Linked DNA regions of Zea mays: regions 1 and 3 are each linked to region 2. The links are chromatin contacts, called in public Hi-C maps. All regions are on one chromosome and are shown on one strand. Each heading gives the region's core, a stretch centred on a gene start, on an enhancer-like site or on the middle of the called end of the contact. The rest is flanking DNA. Distances are from core to core; before and after follow the strand shown.

Region 1 (3,118 bases), core at 397-2,896, 190 kb after region 2:
CCAGCTTCGTCTAAAACCCTTGGAAACTGGTGATCAGCATGTCCTTCAGCTTCTGCCATGATGTGATTGTTCGTGGCCGAAGAGAGGAGTACCGGGTTTGTGCAACATTCTTGACCGCCATGACGAAAGATTTCGCCATGACTGCAGTATTGCCACCATATGAAGATATGGTTGCTTCGTAGCTCATCAGAAACTGCTTCGGATCTGAGTGTCTGTCATACATGGGGAGCTGTGGTGGCTTGTAAGACGGGGGCCAAGGTGTAGCCTGCAGTTCTGCTGACAGAGGAGAAGCATCATCAAAAGCAAAATTTCCATGATGGAAATCTTCATACCATTCATTCTCGTTGTAGAAGCCCTCTTGGTGCAGCTCTCTATGCTGGGGCCTTCGGTTTTGCTCATCTTGAGCAAGATGACGTACTTCTTCAGTAGTTTCGTTAATCTGCCTTTGTAGGTCAGCTAGCCGAGCCATTTTTTCCTTCTTCTTTTGCACTTGCTGATGAAGCATCTCCATATTCCTGATCTCTTGGTCTAACTCATCCTCCTGGGGCGTTGGACTGGTGGCCTTCCTCTTCTGGCTTCGGGCCTCTCGAAGAGAAAGGGTCTCCTGGTTTGGGTCCAGTGGTTGCAGAGCAGCAGCCCCTGTCGCTGAAGCTTTCTTCGGTGGCATGACGAATGTCAATGCTTGCCGAATGTGGTTGAAAAGGATTCACCGGAGGTGGGCGCCAATGTTGGGGACTTGTTCTTAAATGCTATGAGTTAAGAACAAGGCAACACAGAAAATGTTAAACATTAAAGTCCTTCGTCCTTCGAAGCATTATTTCCCTTGGGATATAATGATTTTAGGACGAATGTTATGAAAGACATACCTTCATAAACATGACATATAATAATGAAGAAGGAATCAAATGAAATATAAAGATAACACAAACGCTTATGTATTATTATCAGCTCATTTCTATTTTATTACTATGTAAAATAGAAATGATATCAAATTATAAATGTACCTTCGACTTTAAAGAAGGTAAAAGTACAAGCGTGACGCAAAAGCAAATGTCAAGTCAGCGTGAACAGTACGAGAGCACTGTTCATCTATTTATAGGCACGAGACGCAGCCCATGTAAAATTACACCCATGTCCATTACATTTGCTAATAACTCTATAGCAATCTATCGAGGTCTAAATAGCCTTTTCATCTTTAAGCCGGTTTCCTTTTCTTCTATCATGTCGAAGCTCTCCTGCGTATAGCTTCGGCTCTGCGCCATCCTTCATATTCCTTGTACTTCTTCACACTATGGTTTTGATCCAAGTTCAAAGGATCCAAGTCCGAAGGTACCTGTTCATGTAATATACTACAGAAACATTGTTAAATCATGTTTTTGAGGACCTTCGGAAATCGAAGGCCCCAACATGTCACAAACATAATCAATAACTTGTTGTTAGAACACAAAAAATAATTATAAATTATCATAATAATAATTATCTATATTAACTGACTATACAAGAGTGTCGTATAAAATTATCATAAAAACTAAACACCTTGTATACAGGAAAAACGATAAACAAAAGAGTAAAAAACCAAAAAACAAAAACAAAGTACCATCGCCCTTCCGGTTTTCTCCCCAGCCCCCGCCCCGGTCGCGGAGCCGTCGTTCTCGTCTTTCGGTACTCGCGCGCGCCAGCTCACTTCTCTACTTCCCTTCCCCAGATCTACCTCCATTCTTCCCTCAAAATCACAGATCTCTCTCGGCCCCGTGCCCAGCGCTCCGAAACCCTAGCGCCGCCGCGGGTGCCAGGCCGCGAGCGTCGCCATGGGCATCGTGTTTACGCGGCTCTTCTCGTCGGTCTTCGGTAACCGCGAGGCTCGCATCCTCGTCCTCGGCCTGGACAATGCTGGCAAGACCACCATACTCTGTAAGTCGCACCCGCCCGTTCCGTCCCCTCTCCCTCCTCGAATCTCCACAGGTCACCCGCAGATCCGCGGTTCTGTTCCGCGGGGGTTCCCGATTCTGATCCTTCCGGGTTGTTTCGGTTCGTTTCACAGATAGACTGCAAATGGGAGAGGTCGTCTCCACGATCCCGAGTGAGTTCTGATTTACCGAGTCGTCATTCCTGTTGCTGGTTGAAGTTGTTGGATTTGATGTGGTGCCCCGCGTGTGTTGCAGCAATTGGATTCAACGTTGAGACGGTGCAGTACAACAACATCAAGTTCCAAGTATGGGATCTTGGTGAGTTACTTGGATCTCGCCGCCCTCTTTTGCATTCCTATTGATGAGTGATAATGGGCTGTTGAGCGATCAGAAGTGCAATTTCGTCCCAAAACGTAGAGACAATTATGTGAAAAGGGCAAGGGAAACTCAGCAAGAGTGAGCTATCTAGCGACGATTCTTCTGTGAAAGATAATTGAGATGACACCTCATTCTGAATGCTTGTACCAAAAGCGAAGTGCATGAGTAGTTACCTTAATTCAGTGAACTTTAGCAATTTTCTAGTGTCATTACCGTGTAACCATGGATGGGCTTCCTTAGAGATAGCAGTGGCCATGTCCCCTGTCATTTGAGCAACTCCATAGAAAACGTAGCAGTATATTGAGCTACACCACTAATTTATGCTCGTAAAATACCCTATTGGAAGTGATTAATTCATTTTAAAATCACTGCTGCACGCAACCCCCCTACCATCTTTGGCTCCAAGCTATGACACTGCATGTAACACTATGGCCCTGTTTGACACAACTCGTGTGCAGTTTTTTAGGCTACTTCACTTTCCAAACATCAAGCTCATTTTGGATTTCTAGGGGAAATGCTTCTCCAGATTGAAGCAGAGGTTCATATTCTGTAAGCGCACTGAGGGGATGCATTTTTGCACTGTAGCCAACTCCTACATCCCATCCATTTCTTGTGCTGCCCCATAGCCATTCCATCTCTGTCTGCACTGCTCCTTCCCAGCTCTGCGGTTCGGAAGTGCATGGTTGATGATGTTGGACAGGTCACCACTCCTGTGCCCCATGGCGTGCTGGTGGATAGCCCCAAGCCCCCAATAGGCTTTGCTTCATCGGCATGGCTTCTTGGTGGGGCCTATATGATTACTTGACTTTGTTTTAGTTTCTGCTTGATGCAAT
Region 2 (3,091 bases), core at 586-3,085:
ACTGAGATCTCATCAAGGCTCGGTGCTTTCCCTCTCGGTTTTTTTTAAAAAAAAATTTGATTTGATATAAAAGAAGAAGAGGAAGACTGGTGACTTGGTTGGTGCTGAATGCTGGTGGATCCAAACTCCCAAAAATGCTCGAGTTTGGGTTTGGCAGTCCAGCTCCAGCAGTGACTGAAAGAGCAGTGTGCTACTGCTAGCTAGCATGTGAGCGGCTGCGAGTTCTCTTCGTTGCTGCCGCAGCGACTTCTTGGTGTGCGTGTGTGTGCGTGCGTGTTTTAAAAAGAAGAAAAAAAGAAAAGAATCCAAGCTTTGGTCATGCTTGGTCGTGGTGATGGGCGGCTTTTCCGGCCCATGCATCCATGTCCACGACCCTACCATGTTCGCATGTTTCAGTTCATCTCCCTTGCCGCGGACACGAAAAGCTAGCTGGGTCAGAAACAAAGGAGCGGGGGGAAAAGAAAAGCAGCTGGCTCTGGCTGTGGGCTCGCTGGTCCATCCATGTCGTCGACTCGTCGTCCAGTCCATGAGAGTGATGCTACATAGGATAGGGAGTAGTACTGCTACTGCTGCTGCTGCTGCTAGAGAGTAGAGAGAGAGGGTGTCCTGCCTGCGTACACATAGCATACGTACCGCGAGCTCGACGGCGGCGAAGGCCAGCAGCGTGCGCAGGCAGCCGGCGTAGGAGTCGGAGAGGAAGCCGCCGAGGGGCGAGAGGATGAAGACGGTGCCGACGAAGTTGGTCACCACGTTGGCCGCCTGCGGCAGCGGGAAGTGCAGCTCCCCGAACACGAAGGTGATGAGGTTGCTCCCCACCGCCGCCAGCGCCATCGTCTGCGACGCCTGGAACACTGCAATGCGCACAACAACCAGACGCCTTCTTAATCTGTTGCTGTATATACACGGCATTGCCCGGGCGCCGGCGCGGCGTCGGCCTGGGTCTTGCCCTTCGACTTGTTGGGGGTCTGGTGACTGGTGCTACGAGCAGAGTAGCAGTAATAATCCGTCCCCAGGGAGGGAGGGAGGGAGGGAGGGAGAGGCAGCGGAAACGTACGCACGCACCTAGGACGAAGGCGGCGGCGCGCATGCCGCCGTGGCGCGGCCGGCAGGGGCGCCCGCGCCAGTCCACGCAGCTCTCGGGCGGCGCCTGGGATCTCTCTGCATCGTCCATGGCCTCTCTCTCTATCTCTCGTATTCTATCTCTGTCTGCTAGACACACACACACTCCCTCCCTCCCTGGAGGAGCGACGAGCCGGCGAGCGAGTTGACTAGACAGGCAGCCTGCAACCGCACTCGAGTCGAAGCTGGCACCGGAGCTTTGGCCAGCTACTAGCCGCCCGAGCAGGTGCAGGACTGGATTGGATTGGCAGGCAAAGGCAAGGCAAGGCAAGCAGCAAGCTCTGCGCTCGGGTCGGCAAGAGCTGGCGCGGGCTTTATAATATGCAGCGCAGCCGCGAGCAGCCAGCCGAGCCAAGGCCCAAGGCGGCGTGTGCAGTGCAGTGCTTCGCTTCCTTCTCATCTGTTTGGACGTAGGACTCGTACAGTACACACCGGCGGCCAAGGGAGCAGAGCAGAGAGCGCACGTCACGTGCAAAGGCGGCAGCGTCGCACAGCCCGTGCCGGTGCCGGTGCCGGTGCCGGTCAGGTAGCAGTTGGGCTGGGCATAGTGCGCGCGTGTTCCGGCCCCGCCGCGCCCCGCGCGCTCTGCTCCGCCTGGCGCCTGGTCTCCGACCCGCCCCAAGGAAAGGGAAAAACGCTTCCCTTTCATACTGTGGCTGCTTACTTTTTGACAGCATCGGGTCCTGGTCCGGACAAACTGGTTCGAATGAATAGTGAGTGGCCTTCTCTGTCTCTGGCTGCCCTTGCGACTTTCTACTACTTCGTCAATGCGAAGAAGGGCATTCCCCGCCCCCCAAGGCCCCCCCCAGCTAAACCAAGAAATGCAGCACTGTACATACTAGTAGTAACTTGTTTCTTCTATGCATGCATACACGGAGTGCGTACAGAGGAAGAAGGCTATCTTTGGTCGCATCGCACGGATCTGGTTCTGGTTTAGAAGCAGCGATAAGTGAAGTGAGCCCCCTTCCTTGGACCAGTCAATAATCATGCTGCGTGCCTCTCCTCTTTTTCTCCCCGTGACGTCCCTCTCTCTGTCAGCGCCCGCCAACCTACAGCCTCCTCGATCTGGAGTCTGGACCTCGACAGGTGAGAAGGCGGCCAGATCGGTGATGGTCGACCTCTCAACCGTGTGGCGGTGTGGCCTGTGGCGTCGCCTCTCCACCTGTTGTGGCCTGCCGGCCGGCTAGCTACGGGCGGCAAGGCGTGCCATGGAGCTTCCTTTTGGGTTAGGCATACACTAAATTATAAAGGACCAGACTATATTTTTATTCATTTTTTAAACTAAAACTAATCAAGAGCTTTAACTTGTTGTGAACAAACATTCGGATCATGATTCAATACCACTCCTAGCCGAAAACCAGAGGTGTACCGGTACATTTTCGTCTGCGTGAGGGGTTGTCCAGGTTCTGCGAGGGCTTTTTGTTTTTTTCTTCTTCTGTGTGTTAGCTAAATTGTGGTTTCTAGAAAACCTGTGTAGTCTTGTCAGGGGACAAGATCCCCAATTCCTAGGGTCAATCGGTCAGCGAGCGTGCTGGGGAAAAAGTCCCTAGCGACTGTGGCCCGTCGGCTAACTGGAGGAGAAATGAAACGGCTACCCTGTAAGCGCCCGTCCCCAAACGAACCCTGCGGCACCGAGCCCCGGGGTCAGGGGTGGCGGAACTGGACAGGGGGGTCGGGCGAACCGAAGGGAAAAAACACTCGAGTGGGTCCTTCGCCCGGTCTGAGACCGACCCGCCATAAGTGACCTTCCGCATTAACTATGTCTGACACCGAGCCACGACAGAGACGTCATCCGCCTCCCACTCATGGCCTACGAACCTCTTGGGCTGCAACGCACTCATAACCTACGAACCCCTCGAACTGCGGAACATTTATGACCCACGCACCCCCCCCCCCCGGCCTGCGGCGCGCTCTTAACCTATTGGGACTAGGCCTGAGTACGCAGACCGCCTGGCGAGCACAACAAAACAAG
Region 3 (3,413 bases), core at 696-3,195, 180 kb before region 2:
TTGGTTTTCTTCAAGTGCGACCTGTTGAGCTTGTAGTTGTGCTTGCAACTCTTCCTGCTTCCTAGTAGCTTCCTCTCTTTCAGCTTGGAGTTTTTCCTCAAACTGATATAAGATTTCTTCAAGTGCGGCCTGTTGAGCATATAAAAAACTTGGGATATAAGATTTGCAATGATGATCATGTTTGATGACATAGCAATTGTCCTGCTGTTTTCTATTTTAGATGGTCACCATAAAAGAATTGGAGCATAAGCACCTATTGATTATACCTCATTTAGCACAGCGCAAATATTATGAACATGGGAGCTCATCTTAGAAATCAGATGGCCAATCTCAGAATTAGCTACTCAATCAACACCAAAACCAAGACCGTCAGCTTCAAACGACCGTCGTAGCCGAGATGGTATGGTAGCAGCCAACACTCACCAGTAGAAGAAAGGTTGCTTGCTTTCGGTTTGAAAATCTAGTACTATGAAACTAACTGTTTATAGATTCGCAAAAAGGATGTGTAAACTACAAAACTGTTTATTTAGATCGTGTTTCTCTCACCGCTTCCAGCCAGTGCTGCAACGCAAGCTTCTGAGCATTCTAGTCCTTCAGCAACCCCTTTCCAACCTGAGAGAGAGAGAGAGGCGTCCAAATTCGAACATAAATGTTAGCAGCCCAACCCACAAACCTTATAAATTCGTTCCACAATACTGGCACTAGCACAAAAAGAAAAATAAAGAAAAAAACTGTGCTACCTTGTCAAACAATTCATATGCTTGTTGAGCATGTTCTTCCCAGGTCTCCAGGCCTTCCATTTGATATACACTAATGGCCGCAGCAGAGAACTCTTCAAAATCAATCATGCCATATTGGATATTGCATATCTAGCACAATGGGTAGAATTAGTACATTGTCATGCACCAAAATATGAAAAGAACATAAGAGGACAAAGAAGGCTTACTGAGTTAACAAAGTCAAGAATCCTAGAATCATTCATTGCACCCGAGGAATTTTTCATCAAGGCCTAGAAGTTCCATAAAAAATCAGCAACTGCAAGTTACAATTTAATTTTAACTGAATAAAGTTACTAACCGTCTTCATATTTTGCAATGATATATGGCCACTCTTGTTTGGACCGAATAATGTAAACTGCTCTCTTAGGTAGAAGAGTTGATCTGTCGTCAGTGCCTTTGCAAGAGCCTGAAAAACTTAAATAGCTAATTAGCAGGTCCTGTATAACAGTTTCTTGAAGTGTCCTTTGTTCACAATAATAGCAAGAAACAATGTCATCCCAACAAAAATGCAGTCCCAGGAAATAAGGATCAGTAGAATGGAAAAATAGAACAACCATAGGACAATCATTTATTCTAATTTTTAAGGTGAAAGGCAAGCAAGGAACATACTGAATAACACTTGTTATAACAGATATGCATAGGGTATACCAGATTTGCATTAAGCTGAATAGAAAGCATGGATTGTGCACAGACGGACAGACCACAATCATTCAGTGTTTTTATTTACAGAGCAGTACATACTACATATATTTATAAGAGGAAAAAGCATAAGAGGATCACATAAATCCAAAAACAAAGCAACCATTTGCTAGGTGATGCAGATAAAACATTATCAATAAAATACACTTAAAAATGGAGGCTTCAGTTATTGATCATCCAAGATCCAACAGAAACGAAAGATGATGATTCTTGCAAAATAGTACAAGCAACCTACAAAAGTATTACCCTCAATGCAGATTTCCGTAGAGAAGATGAACTTATGTAAGCCCTCATAAGCCTGTAGATTATCATGTCTAGATTAATCTTAACTTCCTGTGTGCCACGGATCCATGGATGGCCTATAATTTCCAATGTATAAGAAAGAAGGGGTCAGGGTCACCTTATCTGCAAACAGAATAACAGGGTACACCGAGTTCAAGACAAGAATGTTACATATAGAGGGCTTGTGCAGCTAAACCACCAAACTATCGAAGATTTACCTCAGGAGGAGGAGCAGATTTGCATGGGACGACGAGACCTGGGTGTCGGTCGCGCGGGGAGCACAGCTCAGCTCGGATCCGGGACCCTCCCATCTCTTCCCCGCTCTCGCTCCACCGACGGAGGAGTTGACCTTAGCTCGGATGCTATGGAAGCGGAGGTGGGGGGCTGTCTGTCCATGGGGACGGGAGGAGGCGGGCAGGGAAGCTAGCAACTCGGGCAAGAGAGCGGAGGAGCCGAGAGAGAGAAAGGAAATGGAGCGCGGTGGTGGCTGACTGGTGAGACGTTGTTGTGTGTTCCTCTCGGGGGTTCCCCTAGGCAGGGGTCCCGGTCCCGGCGCGGGCATGGCGGCGGTCCGAATGGAGATCTCGGTCTCCACCTGCAGTGCGGCCTGCGCCCGCTTGAAGCTCAGTGACCCCTTGTTGGAACTTGATCTCAGCAGCAAGGAGGCCAACAGGGGTGAACGGTGGCGATAACAGGGTTACGTGCTCGGGGGCAATAGCTCTGTTAATCTAGCCTCTCACGGGCACTGTGCGGGGGTATTTATAGGTATCTAAGTGCCCAGCGCCTTGTGTTAAGGACACATGTGCCCTCAGACACCTAGTTTATCCCCAGAATATTCCCATAAAGCAGGGTTACAGGCTGTAATTACAAGCATGCCTTTACAGATCAGGCCCGTAACACAAAGGCGGCCACGCAGGGCCCGTTTACAATGGGCCAGATCACACGTGGGCCTCAGAGCCGAACGAGGCCGCGCAGCGGGTTGGTTCCGCCGTAGGCCTTCGTCTGGTGCCGAATGGAGCGAAGGGTGTCCCCGCCCGTTTTGTCTCTGTCAGACCAGCGACTTCAGCGAAGGCCTCGAGCGAAGGGTGGCGTCTTTGCCTTCGCCCCAACACCCCTCGATGCGCAGCTTGCTGGAGCCCCGCGCCGCCCTGAGGATGGCCGGCTCCTCCCCTGCGCCGCCGGCGGACGGAGGTGGCGCCTCCTCCTCCACCAGGTGTGTGTCAGTGTGTTAGGACATGGCTGGTGTATGGGATGGACAGATCCGTTCACCAGCGGCGGTGCGGCGGCGTGGTGGGCGCGAGTGGCGGCGCTAGGTTGAGGGGAGGGAGAGCACTGGACTTGTCTGCAGTGGTGAGCAACCGAGAGGATAAGGTAGGAGGGGAATTTTGGTCATCTTGGGCGGGAGATGGGAAAGTGAATGCGGTCAACAGAAAGGGGTACGGTCCTTTTTTGGAAAAAAACATAAAGTGACGCCGCCAAATCATCACATAAAGGCACATCTAACTGTCATAAAAGTAAAACCGTCTACCGGCTTCTGGCGCCTGACAATATATGACGAATCTTCGTACCCTTATGTGACAACAAAAACACTATCGTCATAAAATCTTCATGGCCTCATGAACTTATGACGACTCAAAAAATTCCATCATATTA

Evidence for each region. A called contact is a pair of places that touch in the nucleus more often than the background predicts.
Region 1: a contact with region 2 is called in a Hi-C map of tassel, with 6 times the contacts expected there. The contact joins the promoter of LOC100191298 here to the promoter of LOC103652983 in region 2. A contact is called at or near these places in 10 of 25 Hi-C or Micro-C datasets (bundle sheath, ear, endosperm and 5 more) and 1 of 3 datasets of contacts at active chromatin or transcription factors (leaf).
Region 3: a contact with region 2 is called in a Hi-C map of leaf, with 4 times the contacts expected there. The contact joins the promoter of LOC103652986 here to the promoter of LOC103652983 in region 2. A contact is called at or near these places in 4 of 25 Hi-C or Micro-C datasets (ear, endosperm, leaf and 1 more).

What each region holds. Positions count from the first base shown.
Region 1 is chr4:27,796,872-27,799,989 of Zm-B73-REFERENCE-NAM-5.0, reverse strand. LOC100191298 reads left to right here and starts at 1,646. Exons shown (of 8, transcript NM_001136732.2): 1 at 1,646-1,911; 2 at 2,042-2,080; 3 at 2,163-2,225. The coding sequence starts at 1,809.
Region 2 is chr4:27,983,138-27,986,228 of Zm-B73-REFERENCE-NAM-5.0, reverse strand. LOC103652983 (protein NRT1/ PTR FAMILY 4.4-like) reads right to left here and starts at 1,835. Exons shown (of 5, transcript NM_001346883.1): 1 at 1,063-1,835; 2 at 634-851. The coding sequence starts at 1,768.
Region 3 is chr4:28,161,113-28,164,525 of Zm-B73-REFERENCE-NAM-5.0, reverse strand. LOC103652986 (calcium/calmodulin-dependent serine/threonine-protein kinase 1) reads right to left here and starts at 1,945. Exons shown (of 7, transcript XM_020552489.1): 1 at 1,936-1,945; 2 at 1,725-1,837; 3 at 1,078-1,185; 4 at 947-1,009; 5 at 741-869; 6 at 547-612; 7 at 1-129. The coding sequence starts at 1,790. The coding sequence ends at 586.